2 separate regions of the Mus musculus genome follow, and region 2 is linked to region 1. The links are chromatin contacts, called in public HiChIP or PLAC-seq maps. All regions are on one chromosome and are shown on one strand. The core of a region is the stretch at or near the end of the contact, and the rest is flanking DNA. Distances in the headings are between cores, read along the strand shown. Region 1 overlaps Pced1b (PC-esterase domain containing 1B). Region 2 has its middle 84 kb from the start of Gm41394.

Evidence for each region. HiChIP or PLAC-seq counts read pairs in DNA pulled down with a chosen protein or histone mark.
Region 2: a contact with region 1 is called in an H3K4me3 HiChIP or PLAC-seq map of bone marrow-derived macrophages, with 2.9 times the contacts expected there. The contact joins two enhancer-like sites. A contact is called at or near these places in 6 of 115 datasets of contacts at active chromatin or transcription factors (bone marrow-derived macrophages, embryonic stem cells, large pre-B cells and 2 more).

The regions. Positions count from the first base shown.
Region 1 is chr15:97,377,118-97,384,502 of GRCm38.p6, forward strand. Pced1b (PC-esterase domain containing 1B) reads left to right here. Exons shown (of 6, transcript NM_172293.4): 6 at 6,911-7,385. The coding sequence starts at 6,965. Among named protein-coding and RNA genes, the nearest start is that of Gm33325, 23 kb to the left of the region's middle. Within about 2 kb of position 2,979, at least 55 of the 459 cell types and tissues checked have an H3K27ac peak or open chromatin away from gene starts, as enhancers often do. A contact at or near this core is called in bone marrow-derived macrophages, where this site is marked.
Region 2 is chr15:97,531,847-97,539,723 of GRCm38.p6, forward strand. No RefSeq gene overlaps it. Among named protein-coding and RNA genes, the nearest start is that of Gm41394, 84 kb to the right of the region's middle. Within about 2 kb of position 2,210, at least 14 of the 459 cell types and tissues checked have an H3K27ac peak or open chromatin away from gene starts, as enhancers often do. A contact at or near this core is called in bone marrow-derived macrophages, where this site is marked.

The sequences.
Region 1 (7,385 bases), core at 1,729-4,228:
TGGAGCCAAGGAAAGTTACCTTTCTTTTTCGGAGCAGCGAGACCTTAGAAGGGTGGGAGCTAACCTTAGGACTAGAGACTAGCATGCCGAGCGCAGGGTCAGCCCACGGGGAGGTAGCCTGAGATGTAGGAGGCTCCCGGCGAGACTTGGCTTGCTGATCTAACCCAGGAGGTACGTGTCTGCCTTTGCGCTCGATGGGAAGGGGGACCCCGGGGTGGGGGTGGGGTGAGGTGGGGTGGGGTGGGGGCTTCGGGGCCTCGGGCTTTCTCTAGAGTGGGGCCAGCTTGCTGTACTGGAGTTGGAAAGGGGCCCGGTGTCCCACAGGCGTGACTAGGCCTTTGAGACACCGGGTCTCCTCTCATCCCCTCTGTTACTGGAGGGGAAACCGAGGCTCAGAGAAATGAGTTTCCAGACTGAGACCAGTATGGCACTGCTGTTTCTTGGAGCATTTTCCTTCCCCTGTTAGACAGATTATAGTGGAACTTGAAGTGACGAATCGAGATGGTGAGGTTAAAATTCGCATCGCTGTATGCGGTTGAAATGAAATTCTCACGAATTGTTTAAAAGATCCACGGCGGTGTGCACACCTTGAATCTCAGCCCTCGGGAGGCAGAGGCAGGAATTCTCCCCGAGTTCTAGGCCAGTCAGGGCTACAAAGAGACAGTTCTCAAAAAAATTAAAAGACACTCCAAATTGTCCAAAAAGATTCTATTTTTCCCTAAAAAGTGTCTGCATAGCAAGTGTTAGGGGTTTCCATCTCACTCTTAAATTTATTCCTTACATTTCTTTATATAGCCCATATGAAACGGTCGGTTTTTGTTTTGGGTGGTTTTGTTTTTGATTTTTCGAGGGAGGGCGTTACTGTGTAGCCCTGTCTATCCGGGAACTCACTCTGTAGACTGGGCCAGGCTCTAACTGCTGTAAGAGTTTTTAAGCTTGTAATTTGTAAACATGTAATCGATTTTTTTTTTTTTTCAAAAGAATCGTAGTATTAGGCATTAGTGTGAGGGATCATAAAGCCACAGGCCAGCAAGGCCATCTCAACTCTTGCCTAAGCAGTACTTGAGGTCACCTGGAACACACTTTGAAGGGCAGGCAGGCATCTTCCTGGTTCAAATTTCCATTTATGTCACAAGTGTCAACCAGGTTAAATGTGCAAGGTGACAGCTGTCAAGGCCCTGACACACACTGGAAACTAGTTTTTTTTTTTTTTTTAATAATTAGACCAAAGGGCTGAGGCCTGGTAAGCAGGTAGCGCCACCTGGGAGGAGGAGACTGGGTCCTGCCAGCGGTTCCCCAGCAGTGGTTTCTTTATAACCACATGTAACCACATTCTTCACAGGACTTTTATGTATTTGATGTGACCCTAAGGCCACCTTTAAAATATTGTTTCTTTAATTTTTGGCGGATATTAACTTACTTACCTCAAATCAAAAGTTTGGTGAATTCCCAGTTCAGGGTCCAGTGACTGCCCCTCCCCCAGAATACCCATAGCCAGTAGTTGGAAGGCAGGCAGGCTTTGTGGACCACCCTAGGATCCTTAATTGTCTTAGTAGGCCTGGTCCAATCTAATGTAGGCCCATTATAGGCCATGGATTTTTTTTTTTTTTTTTGACAAATTTAGTTCAACTTTAAACTAATACCAGAACATAGGAAAGTTGAGTATGTGAGTACCCTTAGAAATAAGTATTTTCTTGTCTATACATGCAATGCCTTAACATTGAAAGAGATCTTGGAAAAGTCAAAAGTACTGATTTGAGATGGGTATGTTTAAATCTCGGCATTCAGGATGCAGAGGCAGGCAGGTCTCCCATGGTCAAGGCCAACCTGATCTAAACATCGTTGAGTTCCAGGCTACGTAGTGCGACCCAGTCTTAAAAAAACTAGATAGATGGATGGATAGATAGGATTGATAGATAGATAATAAATTAGATTCTCCCAAAATGCCTTTAAACAGAAAGGAGCTATTTCTAATCCTAGTATAATGTCACAGTAGGTATTTAGTCAGATGCATGAAATTATTAAACTCCTTACCTGTTTTTCCTGCAGGAAGCCCAGGCAGGCAGCACCCCTTTGTCAGGTCTGTCTGTATGATTTAAGACCTCTGTCCTATCCCTAGGGCAACTGGCCTAGTTCATTGTCAGTCTTCCAAAACTAACCTAATTATTACAAAACATTGATTAATGAAAAATAAATGCTCTGGGTTTGGCTTGGGATAGCTATGAAGTAACAGTCAAAGATTTATAATTTATGCCTTATGAAGCTACTGAAAAATTAATCATCCCCAAATTGAGAAATACAAGCAAGTTCTTTGAAAGTCTTTTTTTATTTTATAGCAGTAGCCATCATTAATGCATATTGCTCCCACAGCATTACAGCCCCAGATCTTGCAGCAAAACAGAAAGTAATTAGGATTTGGGGAAGCAGGCCACATTTTAAGAGTGGAATTGAAGGTGGCCATGACAGTCTTGTACCCCTCTGCCTCCAACCCCGCCCTCTCCTCAGACAGCCTTGGGCACTTGTGCACAATCTCTGTAGGACCAGCTCCCACCTTATCTGTCCTTGGCAGCCTTTTTCTTATCTCTCCCCTGCAGGGAAGAGGCCAACTCATTTTAGTCTTTTGGGGTAAAATTCATCCTTGGCGCCTTGTGCTGGAATTATAGGTGTTTGACCACCACACCGGCTGAGACAACAGCTGACCCACTGTGTGTTCCCTTCTCATTATGTGAGTCCGTAAAGTAGCATCCAAAAACTACTAAGGGAGTTTAGCAAATGTCTCTAACCTGCCTGTATGCAAATCCCTTTTGTTTTTGTTTTTGTTTCAGTTCTTATAAATAAGACCCGGAACTGGAAGTTCCCGGTTGGTCTTTGTTAACCGCCTGAGATGATTCACCCTTTTTCTGACTGTTCTCTCTGTCCACTAAAAGCGGCATTTAGGTTTTGCTGTATGTATGGAGTGAGTGCCCTTCCTGCGGAGCCTGTTCTGGCTCACGGGGGCAGAGGGTGTCTGGCTTGGTCCGGTTGTTGCCTCCTCCTCTCTGAGTTTTGGTTTCAGTTGCTCACTGGGATGCTTCCTTTTCTCCCTCCTCCATGCCATCTGCCCCTTCTCCCCCCCCCCCCGCCCCCCCAGGACAATGGAGAATTCTTGTAGACTCTGTTTGACTTGGCCCTGATCCTTGGGAGCAGCGTGTGGTCCAAGGTGCCCTGGTGAAGATACCGGGAGCCACCCTTTCCCACAGGGAAGTCGCAACCTGCGGTATTTCGTCTTCCTGGGTTATGCTAACACCTTGTTCAATATTGGTGTCTCAAGCTTGAAAATGAGTGACGAGATTTGGTATATTTATTCTCTCCAGCCCCGCCCCCAGGTACACACAACCATCCGCTCTGGGTAGTTAGCTCCCTAGGAATAAAATGAGTAAATCTTAGTTCCAATCTCTCTATAACCTTTCCTATAGATTAGGACTGGAGAGAATGATGCTTTCTGTAGGTCACCCAAGAGCCATTCTGTGAATACCAGCATATGTTCAAAACCCTTGCCTGCCATCGCCTCCGCTGGTCTTGTAGAACCCCCGATGGCAGATGAACAGTTTCTTCTCTCTTTGCACGTGGTTAAACTGCTCTTCTGTTGTAGCTTGCTCTCTGAGAATCAATCTTGGCAGGGTTGTTTTTAAGTACGTCCTGGCTGAAGAGTTTGCTCAGGTTGAGAGCCCCGCTGTTCAGAGCCCAGCACCTCCCCACATCAGGCTGCTCACAACTGCCTGGAACTCCAGCCTCGGGATCTGACACTCGGGTCTCCGTGAAGACCTGCAGACTTAGGAGAATAAACAATATCTGTGTACGCAACACTTAATCCCCACTTAATCAAGTCAATGTGAGTCCTGTAGTGCTGTTTCACAGAGAGGCTAAGGAACTTAGCCTCAGCAAGCAGAGCCTGTCCTGCCCGCCCCCCTACCCCCCATGGTATCTTGGTTCCAAAGAAGTGTCATCTGGTATGTTTATGTCTGAGGCTGGCCTTGAACCACTGATCCTCCCGTATTGTATTACAGGTTTGTTTGCACCACCGCACCTGGCTTATATTACAATTATCAGTGACCTTCCTCCCCCTACCTCCTTTTCCTTTTTGGTATTTTAAGAAAAGGTCTTACTATGTAGACCAGGCTGGTCTAAGAGCTTAGGGTTATCCTCCTGCTTCCAAGAGCTAGCATTACATAGTCCTATGATATACTACCAAGCCCAGTTTCTCAGTGATTGTGAGCTAAGAGGACAAATAACGTTTAACTCAGGTTTTGTTTTGTTTTTTTTCCCCTTTTCTTTCTTTCTCTCTGTTGTTTTTGTTTGTTTGGGTTTTTTGTTTGTTGACTTGCTTGTATGTGTCTTTTGAGACAGTGTCTCATGTTCACCAGGCTGGCTTCAGACTCACTCTGTAGCCACAGATGACCCTGAACTTCTGATCTTCCTACCTCTCTACCTCCCAAGCCCTGAGATTGCAGCTTCTGCCTCCACCCCTGGTGATGTGGTAACGGGATCCAACTCTTGGCTCTGCGTGTTCTCCGTGAGCACTGTCAGCCGAGCAGCATCTGCAGCCCTGTGTGTGCGATTCCTCATTAACGCCTCATTTGCTGCCTCGTGATGATGAGCTGATGTTGTTGATCTTTCTTTTTGAATTTGTTGAGACAGGGTCTCTTTGCGTAACCTTGGCTGTCCCCAGAGCTCACTAAGTAGACCAGGCTGGCCTCTAACTCATAGATACCTGCCTGTCTGTCAAGTGCTGGGAATAAAGGCTCCCTGCAAAACTTTTTTTGATTACAATGTTTACGTGATTAATGGGTAAAGACAGGTGAGTGTTTTCACCTGTTCTATGAGAACTCACTGTTCTCCCTATTTTCTTAATTGATACTTGGGACCACTTAAAACCACAAGCTGCATAGCCTTAACATTTTAATTTGTTAGTTGGGCCCTGTTGTCTCTTTCCTTTAATACCAACACACTTGAGAGGCAGAGGCAGCCGATCTCTTTGAGTTCTTTAAGGCCAGCCTAGTCTATATAGTGAATTCCAGGAGGGGCCACCTAGTAAGACCCAGAAGTTTCAGATGTAGTGGTGCATACTTCTAACACCAGCTCCCAGAGGCCAAGATGGTAAGATTGGGGGTTCGAGGCCAGCCTGGAATATACAGCAAAACCTTTCTCAGAAAATAATGATTTACAGTGTCATGCCAGCTATCCTTAACATGCTTACGGCTTATATGATCTTGCCATTCTCAAGTAGCCGACACAAAGTACCTGAAGTGAATTCTGTGCCCCTCCTGGTCAGTTTGTTGATAGTATGAAGTGTGTTTCTACCTCTTAATTGTCTCAAGAGAAGAATCCTAGATGGCAAGTCGAATGAAGGTAACTTGCAGTTTTTGTGTGTTTGGAGACAGTCCTGTAACAAGCCATGACTGACCTGGAACTGGCTATGTAAACCAGGCTGGCCTTGAACTCACAGAGCTCCTCCTGCCTCTGCTTCTGCTGCCCTGGGATTAAGGGCGTGTACCATCGCACTTTAACTTTGAGGTTTTGAGTCCCACATCTGTCAGCATTTCATCCAAAGTGTTTAGTAAGGCAAGACCTTTTCTCTACTTAGCTCAGTCCCTGGGGACATGCAGGTTTCAAGTTTGATATTTATGTTTCCCACCCCCCACTTCTCCCTCCGCCCCAAAAAAACCCACAACACCCTTAGGACAAAGGTGAGACACTGTACATCATTAGAGTTTTCCCTTTGGTTGTGAACAAAGAGGACTCAAACTAGAGCTCTCTGTTTTACATCTACAAGAGTCCTTTAATTAATTATAGGTGTGTGGGTGGCATTGCAGGGTGGTGTGTGCACAGGCGCATGCACTCAAACGAATCTTCCTATTTATTTGTTTTCTTTTTTGTTTTGCTTTGTTTTTTGTTTTTTCGAGACAGAGTTTCTCAGTGTAGCCCTGGCTGTCCTGGAACTCGCTCCCTAGACCAGGCTGGCCTTGAACTCAGAAATCCACCTGCCTCTGCCTCCCAAGTGCTGGGATTAAAGGTGTGCGCCACCACTGCCCAGCTATTTATTTACTTTAGAGGAGATGTAATATTTGTCTTTCTGAGCCAGAGGCGTGTCTTCCTCTTCTGAGTCTCTTTCTTCACATTCATTTGTTCATTGAGACAAGCTTCCCCATGTAGCATTGGCCCATCTGGAACTGACTAGACATGGCTAGCCTCTGAGGGTTCTGCCTGCCTCAGCCTCCCAAATGCTAGGATTAAAGACGGGCCATCACCAGGCACGGCTGCCTGCATGAAGGCGAAGGCCTTACTTTTTGAGATAGGTTCTCTTACTGAATCTGAAGCCTGCCATTTTGGCAAGGCAAGCAAGCTGACAGGTAAACTGGGATCTGCTTGTCCGTTCTGGGGATTTGAGCAGCCTGCCCAGTTCTTCCATCTCCCCAGTCAAGTGCTTGGATCATTAACATATTAAAAATGGTTTGAGCTTCAAGAAATGGTAATTGGTGGAGATGACAGGGAACTATGAGGCCCATCAGAAACTAAACGTAAGCAACCGCATCTGCATGTTAATTTGTCTTAAGTGGTTACAGGTGGTGCTGGCCTCTTGGCTGGCTGGAGCCTGGGCAGCCCAGAGTGCCCAATAGTTAAATGAGATCGCAGATGTAGGAGGGCTTCCTGCTCCTGCCCTCTCCCCTCCCTACCTCCTCCTTCCAGCCCTCAGGCTCAGCCTTCGGGAAGCCTGCAGTGTTCCTCCCTCCTCGCCATGGGGGTCGGGGTGGGGGAGAAGGGCGGCACCCTCAGGCGGCAGCTCCCTACAGTACTTCCCCTATCTTTCTTAATGCTTGCTGCTCTGCCTAAGGGTGAGTCCCTCCCAGCGCTCTCTCTTCTGTTCTAGCAGTTCCCAGACCCAGCTTGTGCAAAAGAGGGAGCTAAGAGGCACACCGCAGGCACCATGGTCCGCCTGTTGGCCTCCGAAGTACAGCAGCTACTCCACAACAAGTTTGTGGTCGTCCTTGGGGACTCTGTGCATAGGGCGGTGTACAAGGACCTGGTGCTCCTGCTGCAGAAGGATTGCCTGCTCACTAACAAGCAGCTCAGGACCAAGGGGGAGCTGAGCTTTGAGAAGGACCAGCTGAAGATGGGAGGCGAGCTGGATACCCTGCACAACCGCACGGACTACCGCGAGGTGCGCGAGTTCTGCTCTGACCACCATCTGGTGCGCTTCTACTTCCTCACGCGGGTCTACTCTGAGTACATGGAGAGCGTCCTAGAGGAGCTCCAATCCGGCAATCACGCCCCAGATGTGATCATTATGAACTCTTGCCTCTGGGACGTCTCCAGGTATGGGCGGAATTCCTTGAGTAGCTACAAGC
Region 2 (7,877 bases), core at 960-3,459, 150 kb after region 1:
ATCATACAGTCTCCTCTCTTTTCTTCCCGCATGTCTCCTCCAAGAGAGGTTATACCTGGATTATATAAGACACTGTCTTTAAAAACTAAATTAATAAGAATGTGGCACCCTCACAGAGTAAGTTTCTTCTGTCTCAAGGTACATTCAGTGGCTCTGGGAACTGTGAAGAATTCTGAGTTAATTCAGTTGAAGTGATATATCTCTGGGCTCCTAACAAATGGGATTTTTCTTCCCTACTGTGGAGAGCTGGCTGTGTGACTCATGGCTCTGAGCCCCTAAAGGAAATGGTTGGAAATGGTCTCTGATGAGTCATTTTGTATTTGGACGGTGTGTTCCCCAGAACATGCAGGTAACTGCCAGGTGAGCAGTGAGTTCTAACTTTTTGTACAGGCCCCCAAAAAAGAGGCAGAAACAGAGATGAGATGAGATGAGAGAGAGAGAGAGAGAGAGAGAGAGAGAGAGAGAGAGAGAAGAGAGACAAATAAGAGGTGCAGAGAAGACAGAAGATTCGAGAAGTGCCATCAACACAAACTTCTCTGAGGCCTGTAGTTTGAGTGCATAGGTATTAACTCCTGCTGAGAACCCATGTGGCACACAGTCCTGGGTACACTAGACAGAAAACACATGCTGTCTGGTCTCAAGGGATTCCTGGTTTAATCACAGCTCGAATCAAAATCAGCTGAGATGCAAATGAGGCTTCCATGACAGTTCCACGTGGCAAGGGAAATAGACTAGACGCTACCCAGCCTGTTCAGGGCGGGTCAGGAAGACTTGCAGAGACATCTCTCGAAAAGACCTGAGTATTGACAAGGCTTGCAGAGCCAGGTGGGGCAGAGCATCGCAGCTAACAAGAGCTGACAGCCAAAGAGCAACTGTAAGGAAAGGGGCGTGGCTTAAGGAAAGGGGGCGGGGCACTGTAGCCAGGATTCACTGGAGTTTTTATCTCAGGGTGTATGTGAGAGAGAGCACTCCTTGCTCCTTTCGGGGCAGTTAAATCCCTAGTGTAAATGGCTTTACAAAGGGATTAAGGAGTTAGGGTTATATTTACAGTTTATGGGTAACACAAGAGTCTTACATAGTTTTAAATGAGAGTGAAATATAACAGTGTTTGCATTTTCAAAGAAATGCCCCACCCTGGGGATCGAACTTGACATGGATCGCTGGAGGCTCTCTCTGTGTGTGTGTGTGTGTGTGTGTGTGTGTGTAATGGCTCAGTGGGTAAGGCCACCAGTTGTTAACCCTGAGGACCTAAAGTTTCATTCCAAGGATTAAATGGTTGAGAGAACCAACTGCCAACAAGCCACCCTCTGACCTCTGTGTATATGTATTATGAAAGATTCTCACTGCCTTGACAATAACGTACAATCTATTCGAACATAAGCATTAAAAAATGGTAACCTCACAGGTACAAGCAAAGCCATACCACACCACACGGTTTGCTAACTGGCAATAGCATACCATAGCTCAGTACAAAGCTGGCTGAAGAATCTGCCTGACTTGCTCGGGTTCACGTCTTAGCCTCAGCACTAAATGAAGGCTGTGTGTGAGACCTGTGAAAATTAATCTCTAAGACAAGTTCTACCATCTCAAGGTAAAATCAAAGTCCCAGTGTTGCTACACTGGGTGCAGAAGGTTAATGCTGCGACAATGGCTAGAACCCAGCAGACGCTTATCAGGTGGTGGTGGTTCTGTTGAGTTGTGATGGTTTTCTTTCCCTGTGTGATTTGGGGTTCTCAGCCCAGGTAATACATCAGAGGTGGAGTCACTGCAGTTGCCCTTCATAGGCCATCTTATCCTGGAACACTTGGACTGAAAAATGGTCCAACGGCAGGCAGCTCTCGAAAGACTTAGTGATTTGCTTCCAAGAGGAAAAGCCAGGCGTGACTCAGGAATTAATCTGAATGTGTTGATAATGAAGTTGCTTCCAACCTAAGAATGAATTCACACAGGAAACGGAATGTTGAGCAAGCACCGGGTAAATTTAGAGGCTCACACGGCTCTAAATTTACACACATACGTGCACATTAAAAAAACAATGTGTATGCCTGCTTGCTCTTTTCATCTCCAGCCTTCCTGGAGAGCAGGGACGGCATATGCTTCATTGCAGAGCGTTCTTCTTGTCAGAACATGGGGAGCACTCCACCATGAGAAGTGGGGCAGGCATTTCTGGAAGACATCGAAATTGCCTATGAGACAGAAAGTCCAAACCACCCCTGGCTCACAGTCACGAGTCATTTCAACACTCTCTCCCCACCCCACCCCCCTGGTTTATAACAAGTTATATTTCTGCCTGAAATTTCCAAACCAGACCACAGTTGCTCTGTTTTTAAGTTCTCTCAGTCATATCAAGTTGCCCGAGAAGATCCATCTTGTTGGGTTGGCAGTTCTAGACAACCCATCAGAAGATGCTCAGGGTCCACTACTCCACCATTCTCCATGGTGAGTCTCTAGAACTTTGGTACACTGGAGGCTGGAAGGAACGACAACACATGTAACACAGTGTACCCCCTTGATTTGGAGACCAGGCGGAAGCCCTTCCCAGGAGCATAAGTTACTGGGATCAGTGAGCCTTTGGGAAACTTCTATTCACTTCTGTTTATTTTTAAGTCATCTTTAAAAACTAGCTTACAGAGTCCTGTTTGGAAGCTGGAAGTTTAAATAGCAGAAGATTTTGGACTTCCTCCTTGCAGACCCAGCTCCCCACAACTGTTCTGGAGTGGAGATGAGGGGGACCCGTGATTCTGAGAACACCAGGACCTGCGTGGTTGAAGGAAACAGTTGTTACAACGTGTCCTCTGCCCGTCATGTAAGTGTTCAGCACATATGCACACGCGTGCGCGAGCGCGCGCGCGTGCACACACACACACACACACACACACACACACACACACACCATAAATAAGCATGATAAGAAGAAAGAGGCCACGGAGCCTTTGAAAGGCTGCTGTATTTCTGAACTATCAGGTGGATAGCTATGGGTTTGGGGTATAGCGGAAGAAGAAACACAACCACAGATATCTTAAACCTTTAAGGAAAAACCCAGAATGTCACTTCATTTCTATCCAGAGTTGAAAAGTATAAGAACTACTTATTTGTGGAAATTCACAATGACAGTTGAAATAACGTTTGTGGGAAGCCATGACATTTCCTGGTTGCCATGGCAACCCTGTCTCCTTTCCTCCGCTGCTGTGTTCATTCAGGTGTTGCACCTAATTTAGGATTTGGCTTGCAATCTGACAACTGGGAAGATCTACCTGTCCCATCAATGAAGATGGCATGCAAATGCGGAATAGATGCTCAAATGCAACGGAAGGGTTCACCCAGGCAGCAGTTTCCATGGAGATCATATTCCCAAGTCAGTCACTGTTACAAAAACAAGGATTTACTCATCGAGCTCAGACAGAGGAGGGGATTTCTGTACTGCAGGTGTGCACTGGGCAGGTGTGAACTGGGCGCCCGTGTCTGGCTATTTTCCTGTGGTTTGCTTGCCCAGGGTTCACTGGTGCCCAGCTGGAGAACAAATGATTAAGTTCTGTTTTTCAACTCTGAGATAAGAGTAGACTTCGTAATTAGGATGCAAATCTTTAAGTAGGAAGGGAATGCAAAGGACTTCAAGATGGAGCCTCATTTTCCAAACACTGAATAAACTGAGAAGACATAGCTGGGTCACTGAACCTACTGGAGCCAGAGTCCAGCCTGATGCCCCCACAGCTACCATGGAATCTGCCATGCTCACTGCATCCAAACGTTCAAACCAGCGCTGCTGGCAGAAAGATTTTCAGGCCTTCTTAAATTAAGAATGAGTTGTCTTCGCTGAGACAAGAGTCACCAGGAAAAAAAAAATTAAACTTGTATACACATGACAAATATTCCTAATTTCCAATGTGAGTTTTGGTCCCCTCCAGTTATATGCACAGACAGATGAATACAAAGCTCGAAGAATTAAACAGGACCCACATGAAAAATGTTTCACCATGAAATATCTGTCACCAAGCATTGATCTTCTTCATGGGAGTCCTAGACTGCAAGTAATCCCTAGCTAGTATAAAACGTAGCTACTACATAAGGACCTTGGGTGCTCTCTTTGTTACCCTTCAGCCGATTAGCCAGGCCCCGTTACACCTAATGCTTAGGAGAATTAGGAGGGGAAAATAATAATAGCTGCTACTCATCTCCTCTCTCTCAGAAGATTTTCTACTTGAGAAAAATTATTCTAGACAGCATCTAGTTAACATGATGGATGGAAGAGCTTTAATGTCTTAATAAGAAGTCTATCTTTGTTTCAAGTATTCGTGTGCATTTTACTCTTTCTCTCTCAAAAAGCACGAAAATACGGATAGTTTAAAGCAGTAACGATTCTGCGCAGTTATTCCCTCAACAGGGAACAGGACAGTTGTCAGATTAACGCTGGAACGGGGCTGAGAGCTGGTTCCATGGTTAAAAGCACCGTCCACCTGGAGTTCAATGTCCCACGCCCACATGGCAGCCCAGGGATCTGACGCCCTCTTCTGGCCTCTGTGAGCACTGCATACATGTGGTGCACAAACATACATACAGGCGAAACAACTCTACTCTTAAAATAAAACTCCAAAAGTACAAGTTAAAAACAAAGTTGAAACCTCTGAGATGACAGGACACCATAGCTCTTATAACTCAGGGACAGACTTTATGGAGAGCGCATTTTTGTCGTGGCAGGGATTTGAGCGCACACTTAAAATGAAAAAAGGAAAGACTGAACGTGTGGCAAAACTGGGGAAGAGAAGGAAAATAAAGAGGAAGGGAGAGAAAATGCACAGGATACTTGTTATAGGAAGCAGGCATGAGTGTAGGAAGCCCTTCACACACTGCAGAGGTTTCAATCTGAGAAAATTATTGAGCACTGACATCCTCCGTCCTTGCAGCGAGGCAGGGGGATCTCCCAATTGTTCCTTTCTTGGTAAGAGAGAGGCTCTTTCCCAAACACAGCTTAGAAGGTCACTCAGTCTCCCTATCTCCTCACACCTCCTTGCAGCAGCAATGCAGGGGTCCATCTTGGACTTAACTCTGTAGATGTTCATGCCCAGGACTCGGAATTTAAGGCCTCAGTGTGTCAGTAAGCTGGCTCTCTGAGAAAAACAGAACTAGAGTGTTTGTTGATATCAACAGTGTAAATAACTCCTATTGTGCACGATTTCACGTTATAAATTCTTTAAAAATCAGTTCCAGGGAATTTGACACTCTCTTCTGGCTTCTTAGGAATCAGGTATCTACGTGGTACACAGACATGCATGCCGACAAAATACTCAGACATGTTTTTTTGGCTTTTTTGGCTTGTTTCATTTTGTTTTGTTTTAAAGTAAGTTATCTCAGGATAACAGGGTTAAAAGTAGAAAAAGTTTAGCAAGCCCTGGGTAGAGTAGAATCTGATATACTCTTTTATAAGGAGTTAATTTCTTTTTGTATTCTATATCTTAAGGAATTTGTCTTTAATAACTGCAGTCTAAAACCTTTAAGTTATAACTACAGAGAGACAGAGAGACAGAGAAGAGACAAAGAAGAGAGAGACAAGAAAAGAAGGAGAAGGAGGAAAAGAAGAAGAAGAAGAAGAAGAAGAAGAAGAAGAAGAAGAAGAAGAGGAGGAGGAGGAGGAGGAGGAGGAGGAGGAGGAGGAGGAAGAGGAGGAAGAGGAGGAGGAGGAAGAGGAAGAAGAAGGGGGGAGGAGGAGGAGGAAGAAGAGGAGGAGGAAGAGGAAGAGGAAGAAGAAGAGGAGGAAGAGGAGGAGGAAGAGGAAGAAGTAGAAGAAGAAGAAGAAGAAGAAGAGGAAGAAGAGGAGGAGGAAGAAGAAGAAGAACAAGAACAACAAGAACAAGAACAACAAGAACAACAAGAACAAGAACAACAAGAAGAGAGATGGAGAGAGAGAGAGAGAGAGAGAGAGAGAGAGAGAGAGAGAGAGAGAGAGAGAGAGAGAGAGAGAGAATGAATTCTCTGGGGTGGACAGACAGAAGCAGACAGTATCAGCAATGCCCTGAAGTAAACTTCCTCCCTCAGCCTCTCCTGCTTGACTAACACAAGCCACACGTGCATTCCTTCCTCTCCTCCTTTCACACTCTGCAAGGTAAAATCAGCAGTCATCTTCTGTTTACTGTCAGCGTAGCCAGGATCGTAGCTGAAATGAGAAAACATGGATAGTTTAAGAAAACGTGGCAACACAGAGCAATGAGCTCCTGCTCTGCTTTGCAGTCTGTGCGGGTCTGAGTGCTTGCAGACAACGGAATTCACTCCATCGAGCTGACATAAAATACGTTCACTAAAGGATATTCTAGAAAGCTCACAGAATCACTCAACATCCTAGAGGAACCGTTTCCTAAATTACCAATTAGAGTCCTAGCTCCAGCCCACAGGCCTGGCAGGCAGTGATGTCGCTGCTATTACCAACTCTAGAATCACCCCACCCTTGCTATGACAGAGGGCACACCTCTAGCACTTCCAGCCCTGGAAATTCCCTGTGTTGGCCACTCCTAACCAGCAACTTGTGTGCCGCCATGTTCTGCCAGTCTCTCAAAAAGCTTGCCTCTAAATCACAGCCCCATGAATCTGGCCAGCAAAGGTGATGGGCATATCTGCACCCTGGAGGTCAAGGGAGGTTGTGAAATGTTATTTACCCTGGGGAGGTTCTCAGTGAATGAAAAAAATATTAAAATATGGGCTGGAGAGATGGCTCAGTGGTTAAGAGCAGTGACTGCTCTTCTAGAGATCCCGAGTTCAATTCTCAGCAACCACATGGTGGCTCACAACCATCTGTAATGGGCATCTGATGCCCTCTTCTAGTGTGTGTCTGAAGACAGTGACAGTGTACTCACATACATGAAATAAATAGATAAATCTTTTAAAAAAATCAACTCATCTATTTATTTAAAAAATATTTTAAAAATTTAAAAGATATTCAAAACACTCAAGAAGGTTCACTCACTCTCACAAATGGCACTAATTGCCAAACCATACTTGGATAATAATTTTGTAGGCTTGTTACTTGTATTCTTCCCTTTCCTGTGAGGATCTGTTTTGTAAGGACATCAATCGTCGTTTCCCAGTTAATTCTAATATGGAGAAATCGAATGAGACACAGGTGGCAAGGAATTGCCCTGTGCTTTTGACCTTTTTTTGTATCGACTCTTACTTCTGAACAGTAACCAGCATCTTCTTGAAAATATGCACAGCATTCAAGGCCTTCAGCCATCTCGTCCTCTACTTACAGTGATGGTGAAATGGGTCAGCATACCTCCTTCAGGTCCAAAGCATGACAGCATTCATTCCAGAGATCGCTTTTTCCTTCTTTTGTTTTAGGGCACAGAGGGAAAGCACAGTTTCAGGATCCCTTGCAGCTAGGTGAGGACTGAGTTCTAGCCAATGAAATACATAAATAATGCACAAGAGATTCTCAGATGAGGACTTTTACAAGGAGCTGTGCTTTCCTTATGCTTTCTACCTGATAGGTGCAGAGGAAACAGCACAGCCACAGATGGAAGAAGACTGGGTCCATGAAACACCTCATAGACACATACATGCCACCCAGTGTGGTGGTTTGAATAAGGATGCCTTTATTAGGTTTATATAGTTGAATGTTTAGTCACCAGGGAGTGTCACTATTTAAAAAGATTAGAAGGATTGAGAGGTGTGGCCTCGTTGGAGGAAACATGTCACTGGGGGGGGGGGTGTTGATATTTTCAAAAGCTCACAGCAGGTTCTCTCTCTCTCTCTCTCTCTCTCTCTCTCTCTCTCTCTCTCTCTCTGGGTCAGGATGTAGCTCTCAGCTACTGCTCCAGCCCCTGCCTGCATCCCACCATGTCTCAGAGGCGAAACTTCTGAAACTGTTAGCCAGCCCCCAGTTATAGGTT